5 separate regions of the Mus musculus genome follow, and all the other regions are linked to region 5. A link is a contact called in public Hi-C and promoter capture Hi-C data. All regions are on one chromosome and are shown on one strand. Each heading gives the region's core, a stretch centred on a gene start, on an enhancer-like site or on the middle of the called end of the contact. The rest is flanking DNA. Distances are from core to core; before and after follow the strand shown. Region 1 has its middle 44 kb from the start of Apip. Region 2 holds the start of Caprin1 (cell cycle associated protein 1). Region 3 has its middle 54 kb from the start of Pdhx. Region 4 holds the start of Nat10 (N-acetyltransferase 10). Region 5 holds the start of Elf5 (E74-like factor 5).

Evidence for each region. A called contact is a pair of places that touch in the nucleus more often than the background predicts. Capture Hi-C pulls out chosen DNA fragments and counts their contacts.
Region 1: a Hi-C map of the CH12 cell line shows a contact between it and region 5, with 2.8 times the contacts expected there. The contact joins the enhancer-like site here to the promoter of Elf5 in region 5. A contact is called at or near these places in 19 of 39 promoter capture datasets (the 3T3-L1 cell line, 3T3-L1-derived adipocytes, the C10 cell line and 11 more), 10 of 484 Hi-C or Micro-C datasets (the AML12 cell line, the CH12 cell line, the G1E-ER4 cell line and 5 more) and 2 of 9 other capture datasets (embryonic stem cells and macrophages).
Region 2: a contact with region 5 is called in a promoter capture Hi-C map of adipose tissue. The contact joins the promoter of Caprin1 here to the promoter of Elf5 in region 5. A contact is called at or near these places in 2 of 39 promoter capture datasets (hippocampal neurons and liver), 2 of 115 datasets of contacts at active chromatin or transcription factors (embryonic stem cells and large pre-B cells) and 1 of 9 other capture datasets (adipose tissue).
Region 3: a Hi-C map of the HPC-7 cell line shows a contact between it and region 5, with 2.7 times the contacts expected there. The contact joins the enhancer-like site here to the promoter of Elf5 in region 5. A contact is called at or near these places in 5 of 39 promoter capture datasets (the 3T3-L1 cell line, liver, pre-B cells and 1 more), 2 of 484 Hi-C or Micro-C datasets (the AML12 cell line and the HPC-7 cell line) and 1 of 9 other capture datasets (embryonic stem cells).
Region 4: a contact with region 5 is called in a promoter capture Hi-C map of adipose tissue. The contact joins the promoter of Nat10 here to the promoter of Elf5 in region 5. A contact is called at or near these places in 9 of 39 promoter capture datasets (the 3T3-L1 cell line, 3T3-L1-derived adipocytes, cranial neural crest and 4 more), 1 of 484 Hi-C or Micro-C datasets (liver), 3 of 115 datasets of contacts at active chromatin or transcription factors (embryonic basal ganglia, embryonic forebrain and pro-B cells) and 3 of 9 other capture datasets (adipose tissue, liver and macrophages).

Annotation. Positions count from the first base shown.
Region 1 is chr2:103,116,063-103,118,762 of GRCm38.p6, forward strand. No RefSeq gene overlaps it. Among named protein-coding and RNA genes, the nearest start is that of Apip, 44 kb to the left of the region's middle. Within about 2 kb of position 1,294, at least 22 of the 459 cell types and tissues checked have an H3K27ac peak or open chromatin away from gene starts, as enhancers often do.
Region 2 is chr2:103,796,373-103,799,072 of GRCm38.p6, forward strand. It overlaps Caprin1 (cell cycle associated protein 1), which reads right to left and starts at 1,268. Exons shown (of 19, transcript NM_016739.3): 1 at 1,091-1,268; 2 at 359-568. The coding sequence starts at 568.
Region 3 is chr2:103,017,674-103,020,373 of GRCm38.p6, forward strand. No RefSeq gene overlaps it. Among named protein-coding and RNA genes, the nearest start is that of Pdhx, 54 kb to the right of the region's middle. Within about 2 kb of position 1,303, at least 39 of the 459 cell types and tissues checked have an H3K27ac peak or open chromatin away from gene starts, as enhancers often do. A contact at or near this core is called in the HPC-7 cell line, where this site is marked.
Region 4 is chr2:103,759,907-103,762,606 of GRCm38.p6, forward strand. Nat10 (N-acetyltransferase 10) reads right to left here and starts at 1,364. Exons shown (of 29, transcript NM_153126.3): 1 at 1,143-1,364.
Region 5 is chr2:103,422,742-103,425,441 of GRCm38.p6, forward strand. It overlaps Elf5 (E74-like factor 5), which reads left to right and starts at 1,327. Exons shown (of 7, transcript NM_010125.3): 1 at 1,327-1,447.

The DNA of each region.
Region 1 (2,700 bases), core at 44-2,543, 310 kb before region 5:
AAATTTAATAACTAATGAAGTTGATGTTATAACCTGTAGCTGTGTCCCTTCATATTTGAAGTTCATATATCACAATGTTCAATGAAAACTAAGCATTTCTTTGTTTCCTTTCCTCTTTGGGTCTTGAAATGCTCTTGAGTTTTCACAGAGACACTCGGCCCGCAGAGCCATGATCACAGGTAAGGAGGCAGCCAGACTCCTCAAAGGCCTGGAGGCAAGTGCAATCAAGTTTTACGCTGAATATGGCAAACTCATTGTCTTTGCTGAAGGCAAGAATCTATGTGGAGGATTAGTTGGATACATACTTCTTAAGGGAACCAGCTGTCTTTATAAGTAAAGGCCTGTTACAAGAACAAACAAACCTATTTAGGCTGGAGAGTGTAGGGGACACATTACCTGTTCTCATCACTTGCCAAGAACACCATGCCCTCATTTCAGCTCAACTCCAGACACCAAGGCTGGGATCTAAAATACTTTTTTCTAGCTGGGTAAAATTCACAGTAGTGAATGCCTGTCATCCCAGCAATGGAGAGGCTGAGAAGGAAGATTCTGAATTCAAGGCCTGTCTGGGCTACATAGCAAGACTCTGTTTCAAATAACAACAACACATATAAATATATTAAATATAATATCTCAAATAGTATTATATATAAAACATAACACATATATGACCAGAAAGCTAGTTCTCACATCTTCTACAAGATAAATATTCAAACATTTCAAAGTCACTTAGAAACTTCTCTTTCTCCTCCTTTTATCACTGGGTGAGACATTGCTTGTCATTATCAGTATCTTTGGCACCAGGGTTGAAAAAGTCACTTCTCAGGTTCTTGGAAGAGAATATCCACATGGAATATCAGACTTGGACATATCATCAGTTTTGGTAGGAACATATGCATATATTGCTATGATGAGAGAATCAGGTAGGTATTTTGCCCACCTTTAAGGGCACCCATTTGTATGATGTTCCCTGGAGTTCTATAAATTTGCAAACCCAAAGCCATGCTTGTACTCTCTTTCCAGAGAAATGAGGAAAACAGCCCAGGCAAAAAGAAAGCATTTGTATGTTCTATTAAGTCACAGGTAAGCCGCAAACAGTCTAAAACCTGCAACTGATTTCATGCCCAATTCTTGCTACACCTAAGATTTGCATAACCCAGTGCTAGGGAGATTTGGGGGGAAAACCAGAATTCCAGCCCTGAAACCAAGCCAAGCTTCCAATGACTAGAGACTGGGAAAGCTGCCTTTTTCCCGATCTTTAGTTTCTGTTTCCCAGTGGCATGTAAAGGACAGGCGTGCTCTGTTCTGCAGCCCCGGAACCTACTCGTCGTGATTAAGCCATTATCTGTGAGGACTGTGTAAGGGCTGGCAGGAGTTTAGCTCACAGTCAATGTCTTGTGATTTGGATAATGAAACCCAGCCTCTTCTTCAATTATTTACCTCATCAATTGTGAGCATTCTCAAGCCAGTGGTTTTACTTAAGTGCACATCTATAAGACTGACATTGCTGTGAAATCCTTTCAATGCCCTCAGAATGAAGACTTCTTGCCCACACCTAAACAGCAACTCACTAAAAACAATGAATAGCATTTCATAATCAGAGTGGGTGTACTTCACCTAACCAATGTGTAAATAAAGGAGTAGCTGGGTGAGACCAGAGGGGCCTCTCCAGAAAGCTCACCCCACCACCACCACCACCACCACCACCACCACCACCATGTCCTGGGATACTGTGTGGAACACAACAAGTACTTGGCTTGAATCAAGAGAAAGACAAAGGAATTACTTTCTTTTTCTGGTGGTCACCCAGGTCCAGAGAGATGGGATGGGTGGAACTTCATAGCTATTCCTGAATCCAGTCCTCCTCCTACAGTCCCCAAACAAAACCAAATCAATCATACACACACACACACACACACACACACACACACACACACACACACACAGACACACACACACACACACTCACACACACACACAGACACACACACACACTCACACACACACTCACACACACACTCACACACACAGACCCAGACACACACACAGACACACACACACACACAGACACACATACACACACACACACACACACACACACACACACACACACACACACAGCCTCAAAAATTAAGAGACAATAAATGTTGCGCTTGGGTCTTGGGTCTTGCCTTCTGGCTTACCTTGGTGTGGAAGCTCAGTAAATCATTATCGACTCAGGGAGCAAAACCACACAGACCCAATGAGACAAAGGAAAACAGGTACCTGGCAAGGGGGAGGAAAAAGAATGATTATAAACACTGTAATATTAACAATTCAAATGTCAGCAGCTATAGCAGGGCTTCCTTTAACAAAGGCGTTCCACCCTAGCCAATTCTGCCTGCCCTGCAAGGCTTTCTGTGAATGCTCGGATGATGTCCCACAGGATTTGCAAACAGCCCTGGCCTCTCTGTTGCTGTCTCATTCTCTCTGCCTTCCCAGACAATTCCAGAATCTGGGCCAAGGCTGTGTCTCTCTTTACTGGAAGATTTGCTAACTCAAAAGGAACCTAATTAACACTGTGTTCCTAATTGAGCATTATGTCCTTGAGCAAGTGACTTGGCCTCTTCGGGGCCTACCAAATGGAGATAATAATAGGACTTTGTTCACAGGGCGTTTAGAATGTCCTGAGATCATACACTTATTTCTCCCCTGTATAAA
Region 2 (2,700 bases), core at 18-2,517, 370 kb after region 5:
ACCAGCCCCCAGCCTAGGTACCAAAGGCAAACGCCACAGTTACAAGGCATGGACCGCTCAACTCCACGAGCAATCGGGCCGGGCACACTGTTTCTTCCCCTTGGCCTCCTTCAAAAGTCAGGCCTCAGTTTGGGAGCATACCCAGCAACGGGCCCACCACCCAAGCAACCGGTCACCAGGCGGAAAGGCCCCGCTCAGCCTGATGTGAGTAACCGAGGCCTAGAGGCAGCGCCGCGTTGGGGTCAGGTGACAGGCACCTCCCCGAGGCGCCCGTTTTCTGGGCAAGGAGCACCATCCACCGCCGGGACCGGTGTAGGGCTGGAGCCACGAGCCCTCCCTCTCCACTAACTCCTCGCACCTTTTTCTTCTCCAGGTTCCGAAGTTTCTTGTCGATTACGCCGAGAATCTGCTTCATGGCCTCGGTCTGGACGGCGCCGGTGCCGGTTGCCGGATGCTGAGAAGCCGGCGCAGCTGCCCCGGCCGCCGCCTCACTCCCGGAGGAACCGGACGGCGGCGGCGGTCCCGACGATTTGCTGCCGCTTCCGCTGTGGCTGGTGGCCGAGGGCATCTTTAGACCGAGAAGAGAGGAGAGGAAAAAAGCGGGAGGGAAGGACAAGACCAGCAAGTCAGGAGACGGACGGGGAGAGACGCGGGACAAAACGCGCAGCGGGCGGGCGGGCAGGCGGCTACGCGCGCGCGCGGTGGGGGGAGGGGGCGGCGCGCGCCGCCGGCAGGAAGGGGCCCACGGGCACGCGCGCGACCCGCCAGCGGGGCGCCGGGCCGCCCGCCCCTCCCCCCTCCCCGGGGCACCAAGCTCGCGCCGGGGGCGGGGCCTGGCACGGCCGCCGTCAACCGCCAGGGCAACGGTCCCCATCGGGGCAAGTGGCACCCGTTGCCTTGCGAGAACGAGAGGGACAAAGGTCAGGGCCAGGGGTGGAGAAGGGCACTTGGAGTGACCGGGTTGGGGGTGGGGGTGGGGAGGCCCTGAGCGAGCCCTCCCAGCCGCTCGGACCGCTCCGAAGGTAAAAAGGACACCCAGGTACAGCGGCCTTCTTCCCCTTCGGCGCCTTTGATCCGGGATGGCGCTCACCGTGCGCGCGCGGAGCCGCTGGACGTCTGGAGTGGGCAGCCGAGGGGGGCAAGGGTGGTGCTGCGTTGAGAACAGAGACGTGCGCTCCGTGGGCGCAGGCCGCTTCGCCCTGTCCCCGCGGCTCTGAGCTGCTCCTAGTGGGACAAGAGCCGGCGCGGGAGGGACTTAGCCAGCCAGCGCTCTGCAACGAGGGGGGGCGGGAGCAATAGGGAGCGAGGGCCTTCAAGCCGGTGAGGCTGCCCGACTGGAATGCCTGTCGAAAAAAGGTCACCGGACCGCGCCTCCCGTCGGGCCGTGTCCTCGGCGCCAGGTTCCTGTCCCTTTGCATATCTGGAAAGTACCCTCACGGAGACCGTTATCCCAGATCCTTGAGTTTTGAGTGAAACCTAAGCTGGGGTCCTTCAGGCGAAATCTCTTGACATCCTAACGGGGACAATGGGTGTCAAGCCTCAGGCTCTGGAGCTGAGGACTGCCCCTTGTAGAGCCCTTATTTGGTGGGAGTGGGGGTTGGAGGGGCAAAGGTTTCTGCAAGTAAGGGGTGCGTGGGGTGGGTGGTGCAATCCCAGCTTCTAGAATTCCTTCTGTATGGAGAGCATGCAAACTCACCCTAAAAGGTCTGAGAAAAGGCAACTTGCCACATAATAATTATACAATAACCTAGGCATGGAGAATGAACATCCTTCATGGCTTTTTGATCTCCTTAATTACCCCAGTCATGTTAAAAACCCGTCTTCTCCTACCCTGAGATAGATAAGTACGCCCTATCAGGAATTACTTATCTTTACCCGATTTGTTTAAGATTTTACCCAAAACTTTAAAGACTATGCAAGATGCCGGGAGGGGGTGCGAGGGGGGCACTTTTTTGTCCAGGAGAATTATTTGGGGGGCGGGGGGGTGGTCAAAGAGGGTGGATAACGAGTAAAAGGAAAAAATGAGTGATCTAGAGAAAGGTACTAAAAGGAATATGATCCGTGGAAAATTCAGCAACATGATGTATGAGAGCAGTAAATGACCAATTTATAATTTAAAATCCATGAAAAGGAAATTTAGAAGAGGGTTCTATCAAAGAATTAAAATGACTAACACTGGCTGGCACCAGTATATCCTGAGGGAGCCTGGAGAAACAGCAGCACCCCGTGGCCTTGAGATACTCACTCCACTTAACTGTAAAGTCTGTAATCTGTGCTTTTAAGTATTTATCGAGCACCTTATGGCATGCTAGGAAATCTGCAGTGCTAGAGATGGTGAACAAAACAGCTTTTTTTTTTTCACAGTGTTTGTATTGGGAGGTATGCACAAAAATAACAAACCAAAGGAAGAAAAAAAGGTGATGGGGAATGAAAACCTTCCTGGGTACTTCTGAGCCAGGACTGGAGGAAGCAAAGAGAGCTTAGAGGAGGACCTTTCTAGTAAAAGAAACACCATTGAGCAAGATCTGAGAGGAGCTTGGTTAGTGCTCCTGCCTTTAATCCAAGCACTGGAGAGGCAGAGACAGGCAGGCCTCTTAAGCTCAAGACTACTAGACTAGCCTAGTCTACCTAGTAAGTTCCAGACTGAACAAGAGTGACATAGGAGAATATGGCAAAACCTTAATGTGTTTCACAGTGGCT
Region 3 (2,700 bases), core at 53-2,552, 410 kb before region 5:
AATACTCCTCCTGATGAGCAAGCATGCAGATTAAATGAATTCTTAGAAAAGGATGTTCCCACAGAGCAGAAGCTAAGGCACTGGGAGGGGTGATCATCTACCAAGCTCTATCCTGTAGCTTCCTGATAAGTAGTATTCTCTGCCAAGCGGACTGAGGGGCCACGGATAGAAAGTAAGTGGGGCCAAGAGGTGGTGGTGCACACCTTTAATCCCAGCACTAGGGAGGCAGAGGTAGGTAGATCTGAGTTTGAGGTCTGCCTGGTCTACAAAGGGAGTTCCTGGATAACCAGGGCTACATACATTGAGACCCTATACAAAGTTTAAGTGTAACATACACATAAAAACTTAACCTTGTGTCCAGTTTATGCTTTATAAAGGCTTGACTAATGTGTATCTCATTTGGCCACAACAGACAAATCTTTAAAGATCTACTTGTCTGTGACAAGAATAACTATGAATCTCATAAAGAAAAAAATTTAAATACATTTAGATGAGAAAATCTTGACTGATCGTCCTAATGTTCTCTCAACTTTTAACAGAAACCTATATTTCCCTTAAACTTATGTCCTTGGTGGTATAGTTTAAATCAAGGAGCATTGACAATACTCACTTTCTCAGAAAGAAAAAGGTGGCTCAGAGTTGGAAAATCAGGGAAGTGACTTCTAATTTGTGAAAATAAACTATATGATCAAAGACACAAACTAACAGTAACTTTCCAAAGTTCATCTGCAAACGACTTTAGCAAATTTCAATTAAGGGTGCTTAAGAAATGGTTCAGTGGTTAGCTGCTCTTGCAAAGGTCCCAAGATCAGTTCTCAGCACTCACATGGCTGCTCACAAGTGCCCGAAACTCCAGTTCCAGGCAATCCAATGGCCTTTTCTGGCCTCTGTGGGCACCAAATATGTTTATCTAAACTATTTTTAATTAAAGAGGCTCCTCATTGTTCTATAACTTAGAAGATAAACTACTTTGTTCCAATTGCCTCCTTCCAAAACCAATGCAGATGCCAGAAAGGCAAATAACCATGCAGAACTATTCAAAATGTCTTTATGAGACGATCACTCTTTTATTTACAAGTTTAGATGTGTCCTGAAACCATGCTACTTGCTGTATCACATATAAGCACCTCACTCCTCTTCAAGTGGCAATAGTGAGCCTCCAGAAACTGTCCTGGAGGGAATTCCACTCATCTTATGGCGCTGTCTCGAAAGCACACGCCTACCTTGCATTCACAACACACATACAGCAGCCTGGCATGGAGGACACACTTCCTTGTCCTTCTTCATTAAAAGCCCTGAGGTAATGGCGATCCAGAGTCAGTCATACTTCAGTTAGTATAAACCCTGCAGCTGTTTCCTGCTGCCCCACATCCTTTGTTGTAACCCACTTGGAATCATGGCCAGATTAATTTTAAAGTCTTTCTGTATTGTTACTCCCTTCTAAAAATCCAGTGCTTCCCATTCATAGCACTTGTTTCAAGTGTAATTTTTAATCTGCATAAGTTCATTTCTTCACTTTGCGAAGGGAGCCCGCGTCCATCATGACACAACCTTGTCATGAGAACAGAATGTCTTTGAAAGCTGAGACCGAAAGCCATGCAGTTTCTCTATTTGGATGACAATATATTAACTCATAGCACCACCTACCTTTCAAAGTAGGGAAACAAGGCTTCTTTTCCAGAACTTATGTTTTGCTTAAACAATTACTGGTAAAGGTAGGTTCAGAGTGCAAATAAGTAAAAAACAAAAGAAAAAGAAAAAGTTCCATTCGATATTATGTGAACACTCTTAACAGTATTTATAAATTACTTGGCAATGTTTCATTCAAGTCTGGTCAGCAGCACCCAGACATTTTTAATGTGACAGAAAATAGTGGACAAACTCATTTTTAGCTACTAAGTAGGAAGTGTAGTTAAAGAAACCAGCCCATTCTGACTAACAGAGGTAACTGTTCATTAATACTTCCATGACTAATGGTTAAACACTAAGATGAATGATGCTTTTCCCTCATAATTCATGCTTAGGTTGTTTTCCTTGTCTCAGTATATTTGCCTGTTATAAACAGAGTGTGGTGGTGGACAGTCTTGCTGATGCACACATGGCTCACACCATGTATCCACACTCCTTCAAATCAAGATCATTCCTTGACCTCATGCTGCAATAGGATTATTTCCATAAATGACAATTTGCTTACAGGAATCTAATTGCTAGAGATGCTAGAGGAATTATTTTTGATCAAACGGGGAAAGCTTCTACACTGCTTATTAACTATCACAGAAACCATGAGAGGGAGGCAACTAGGTTTGTGTTGCCCACGAACTGAAATAAATGGCTTCAGATAAACAGTGCCTCTGTCCAAGCTGGATGGGGACCAACCTCCTTTGTAGCTACAGGAAATGGAGGCATTATTGCTAGTGATACCGGCCCACAGAAGACAGAGCGCAAGCAAAGAGCTACTTATGGCTGTCTCATGTTCAAGTCCTCAGATGTCAAAATTAGAAAAGGGGGCTGAGGAGAGGGTTCAGTGGGTAAAAGCACTCGTCATGCAAACCTAACACCCTGAAAGACAGACACCATGACCCTACCTGTTCTTACAGGCAGATGGAGGCAGAGACAAGACAATTACCAGGAGCTAGCCTGGTGTACACAGCAGTGAGCAAGAGATCATACATCAAACAAGGTGGAAAGCAAGAATCCAAG
Region 4 (2,700 bases), core at 114-2,613, 340 kb after region 5:
CTACCCAAGTCCAAAGCAACTCAGTTTGTAAGCTTTATGTTGCCAGCCACATAAACACCTACAAAAAATGAATGGGTACCTAATGTTAACGAGTCCAGCTTAATTGTTAAAAGTCTTATCTTGTCAGGCAGTGGTGGCCCACGCCTTTAATCCCAGCACTTGGGAGGCAGAAGCAGGCGGATTTCTGAGTTAGAGGCCAGACTGGTCTACAGAGTGAGTTCCAGGACAGCCAGGGCTATACAGAGAAACCCTGTCTTGGGGGGGGGGGGGGGGGGGAGTCTTATTTTTTGTTATAATAGGAGAGTCTTAGAATTAACAGGTAAGGCCCCTGAGTACAAGCTTTAATTCTAAAAAGTACTTTTAAAAGTAGATGAAATACAACTACACACAAAACTAATGTAAAATTAATGGCCAGAGTGAGGGATCTGATAACGATCTAAAATTACTGGTTCCAAGAAACGTTTAATACATAAGGAAAGCATTATTGGAAAGAGAAAATAAGATGAATCGTATTGGGTTTTGTTGTTGTTGTTGTTTGCTTTGTTTTGTTTTTTCAAACAGTCTCACTATGCAGACCAGACTGGCCTCGAGCTCCAAAAAATACTCCAGGCTCCACCTTCCAAGCGCTGGAATTAACGGTATACGCCACCACAACCTGATCGACAAGTCATTTTCATTCGGCTGTATCCATTCTTGTACACACAGCACCGGGTACTAAGCATCACGAGGTGCACTGTCAAATGTCCTGACTGAGACAGCTAAATAGTGCAAATAAACTGGCATACTGCAGTATTTAAGAGCAGAATATCTGGGACTAAACCGCGTTAGTTCAAAGCCTACCACTGCTACGAGGAGCCGAGTTTCTCAGAAAATAGTTTTGACACCAACCCATTCTCTCAAAGAGAGAGAAGAAGCCCGAGTGTGGGAAGGAGCCACACTCCCGGAAAGCGCTCGAGAAGCCAGCCCCGCATGTCAGAGTATCCCGGACCAGGAACGTCTGTCTGTAGGGCAGTCCAGGCGAAGAGTCCGAAGATACAGGCACCAGCCGGTACAGAAGCTTCCGTACTCGAGCCAGCCCTACCGGCCAGTGAAAGACCCAAACGCACATCTCAACATCCGACCCAGTCCCTTGCAAAGAGTACCTGCGCCCTGCTCCGGCCGACACCAGGCAGCTGCACAACGGAAGCACGTGAAGACACCGAGTTGCTACCCAGGCTGACCAATCTGCTGGAGAAAATTCTACACAGCTGAGCTACGCCGGGGCCGCCGCTGCACGTGAATCCGCTTAAGTGGCAGACAGCACGTGGGCAAGTGCTCAGAAGGGAGGGGACCACTACAGCTATGGGACCTTCCATGGCTTCGACGCTTAGTGATGACGTAAGAACACGCCGCGGATCTCCGCTACGCTTGCGCACTAACTCCCGGCCGCCATTTCGCCATTTGCTGCGGGTAACCTGGCTATGACAGGCGGAAGTAATCGTTTAGATATCCGGGTGTCTCGCATTTGCCGTTGCCACTGGTACAGGAACTCGTCCACTGTTGCTATGTTGAAAAAAACCTCTATAGCAGGGTTGTACAAGGCAATAGCTGTTGCTAGCGTAGGTGTTGTTTTATCGACCTCCCTACTTTTATATGAAACTAGCCCAGTAATTGTTTAATTCATCTTACTTGAACCTCCATCCGGCAGCAGTCTGAGAATGTCTGTAGACTTTGTACCAACGATCGTGGCCGCGGTACTCTGCAGGCTTTTCTTACTCATGCCAAGTGTACTAAAAGCCCAACATTGGGTCTCAAAGCTCATCCAACCACATCCACAAGGATACCCGTAAGTATGTCTGCTTTCCTTTTAGCATGAGCCACGTGAAATCGGTTTATCCTATATTTTTGGGCACAAGTTCTGTTATCTAAAACGAATTCCTTCCCCAAATTTACGCACCAACTTCAATATCAATCTAAATTTCAATGGACTTTAAAGACTTCATGATGCCTAGCCATATTGTTTTAAGTCACCAATACAGCCCTAGACTTAATACTAAGGTTCTAAATGCACTTAAGAAAATAAAACTACCAGTACTTTGTTATAATGGGCAGACAAGTCCTATAAGGTGGTGGTGACACAAGCAAAACACAAAACTTAGAAATAATGACCCTTGTGAGTACTCGACTTTTTTTTTTTTAAAGGAACCAATATAGGAAGAGGACAAAAATGGGCAAATAAGGCTAGTCGATTCTGCTTAAGTAGCCCAGATATGGTATTTCCGTTGTAATGAAAACAAAAAACTGGAATTTTGGGAACAGAGATGATGGCTATGATTACCTTAGTCACTGCAAAATCTGAAACCACCAGGTCAGGATGCAAACGGGGGCAACTGCCATAAGATAGTCAAGATTTAGAATGATAAAGTAGTAGGGCAGGGGAAGGGTAGCCAGTGCTAGATGGCTGAGCTGTCTATGCTGTGGAAGCATGTGATTTTACTGAAGAATATAAAGACAACAAAGACAGCTTCCAACTTACTGCCAACTGCCCCTATCAAGTAGTTGGACTGAAAATAGTTGATGTAGAATATTCTCAGTGTAGAATATCAAATGTGCTTGAGAAGATGGGTATGGGAATGGAACTGCACACCTGCAGGTTTAGAGGGTTTTGGAGACAATTCTCTTCCTCCACCTTTGTCCCAGGAGTCAAAACTCTGGTCTGGG
Region 5 (2,700 bases), core at 77-2,576:
CTGAGTGTTGGGATTAAAGGCACTGTTAAATCCAACAAAATGATTAAATAAATAAATAAATAACTTAATCCCGTTTTCTCCTATTACTGTTGGGAGAATTCTGACCCAGAAAAGCTGGCTCTCCCACCTAAGGTCCCAGAGCCAAGCCAGAGCCTCAACAGGCCACTTATCTTGCCCCGACTATTTTTCCATGATGACACATGACTCCTCACATGAACTGCCTTTTGTTTCTTCACGCCGTTCGGGTGTTTGGATTTGAGTGTTTGTGCCTATGCCCAGTGTTCCCAAGAAAACCTAACCAACCAGTCAATCTCTGCTTTCCACTTCAAGATCACAGAGTCTGCAGTTTGAGCACCTTGGTGTCTTGGCTGCCTGAGATTGAGAGAGGAACGGAACCCACGAAAGGGGGTTATGAACACTCCTCCCAGATGACTGCCTAGGCCGTCATTTAGATTTGAGAGATGTCCTAAAAACTGGGTAGTTCTCAGTGAGACAGCTGACAGCTTGCAAGCCAATCAGGACCCCCCGCCCCCGTGTTGTTCTGGATGTTTGACACTGCAGCTCCACGATCCCTTCATATCGCCATTTCTAAAACAGAGGACACTGGGAAAGGGGGAAAGCTGTCACATGGCTCCTGTATTCAAACATGGCGCCCTTTGGGTGCTTAGAGTGGAAAGGCCAGTGAAAGCACTGCTCCCTGACTCTCTCCCTGCCCCCTGATCGGAAGGTCCCCACCAGGATCAATAGAAGGAAATATGTAGCGCCCAAGGACAGGCTTCCAGGTGATTGGCTGACATTACCAAGTATGGCCTTCCCAGCAACCCAAGGACAGATTCCATTATTGCATTAATCTGATGGATCCCGGATATGCTCATTAACTTATTCACAGTAATGCAGCCAGAAAATGACCGGCTCAGAATTTGATCCCTGAAGCACCTTTATTCTTTACCACTTCTTGGCACTGCTCTTCTTTCCTAACACGCACAGAATAGGGGATAACACTACATACAGAGGTTCGGGACTTGGCCAGCCCAGGCAAAGGCTGCAATGAACAGACACCAGGCCTGAATTTCCTTCCCTCCAGCTTGCTCAACGGAGACTGCTCCAGCCAGCACTCCACTTATCCCCCCGGGGGCAAGAATTCTCTGCTCATTTCCTGGGTCCCCTCGGTGGGTGGTGGGAGCTGGGCACAAAAGCAGGAGAAAGGTAAACTTTCTGCATGTGAAAACCACCCCCCACCCCCGAGGAGCCGTGTCACACCGTATGTCACCGTCATCAAAGGGGCTGTGCATAAACCTGAAAAACCAAACGGACCTGTCTGTAGGTGTCACTTATATCACACGGCTACAGGTGCCTTTATTTCTACAGTCCGCTGGTGCTGGGAGCGCGCTTGCCTTCTCTTGCCTTGAAAGCCTTCTGTCTGGACCTAGCCACCACTTGTCTTCACGTAAGCAGCTTTTCTTTGCTCTTTTGAATGAATTGAAAGGGGGTGTCGGGGCTCAGAGACTTAGCTGGGGCCTGGGACTGAGTCTCTGTTTCCAGCTCCCACGGCAGCCCCTCCGTGAGGAAGCCAGAGTGCCTCCTCCGGGGGTGTTTGACTCAGGTTTGACGGCTTGCCGGAGAGATTTTTTTTTGTCTCCTCCGGGAAGGTGGCCACCCACCCTCTTCACCGGCCCCCACTTCCTCTGGTTCCACTAAACCAAAGGCAGCTGAGAGAATGTGTACAGGCGCTTAAATCTCTGCCCATCCTTTAGCTGCCTTTAGGAGGAAGCCGGATTCTGCACGGATAGCCAGCTCAAGAAAAACCCACCACCTCCCCCAACCCTGGCCTCACCCCTCAGTTCTTTGGAGGGCCTGCTCACCAAGCTGCCCCTCTTGATACAGAGAATGGTATTCTTACTGTTTAAGGCTTTTTTTGTTTTTGTTTTTGTTTTTTTAAGGAGTTTGTACAAAATAGTTTAAAGGAATCTCATTTGGCCCTCCCACAGCCCCTTAGGACAGAGTGCTTCCAGAAGAGAAGTGGCTAGGGTTTTTTTCCACTGTATTCTCAAACCTTATCAGTCTGTATGCGTTCAGGGGTTTGTGCGCATTTGCCCCCTACTGGCAGCAACTGGAAACACATGCTCTCCCGCATCTGCGTTAAGGTAGGAGAATTTAAGACAGAATAGGGGTCCTAGATCATTATGCACTTAGTCTCCATTTTACAGATGGGGCAACTGAGGCACAAGAAGGCCCGGTAATTTATAGAGATGGTTTTGTGTGGTAGTCCAAAGACTCAGACCCAGGCTGTTACACGTGCTCATCCACACGGAAAGCTTCATTCTCCTGCCTTCATTCTCTCGGCAAGGGTCTTTCTATGATTCAGTGTATTGGGGACAGCAGCTTTTACAGTTTGGTTGCCTCCTCTTCTCAAAAGTCTTCAGAGTGAAACTTTTTAGCTACTCAATCAATGTTCACTGATTTTATTAAATCCTCAGGACGCTCAGCGGACTGTGTGTTGAGATGTCCATTTTAAGGATTCGGAAGTAGGTTATCAGAGATGGTCATGAGTACTTACAGATTAGCAGACCAGGATGGGGAAAAAAATCAAAACTTTTAGCACGCCTGCAAGAAAGTCAGAGGTTGCAGCAGGCTAGGCAGGAATTGTGCCCTCCGTCGCTTGCTTTGTGACTACCGCAAACAACACTCATTCTCTGCGTC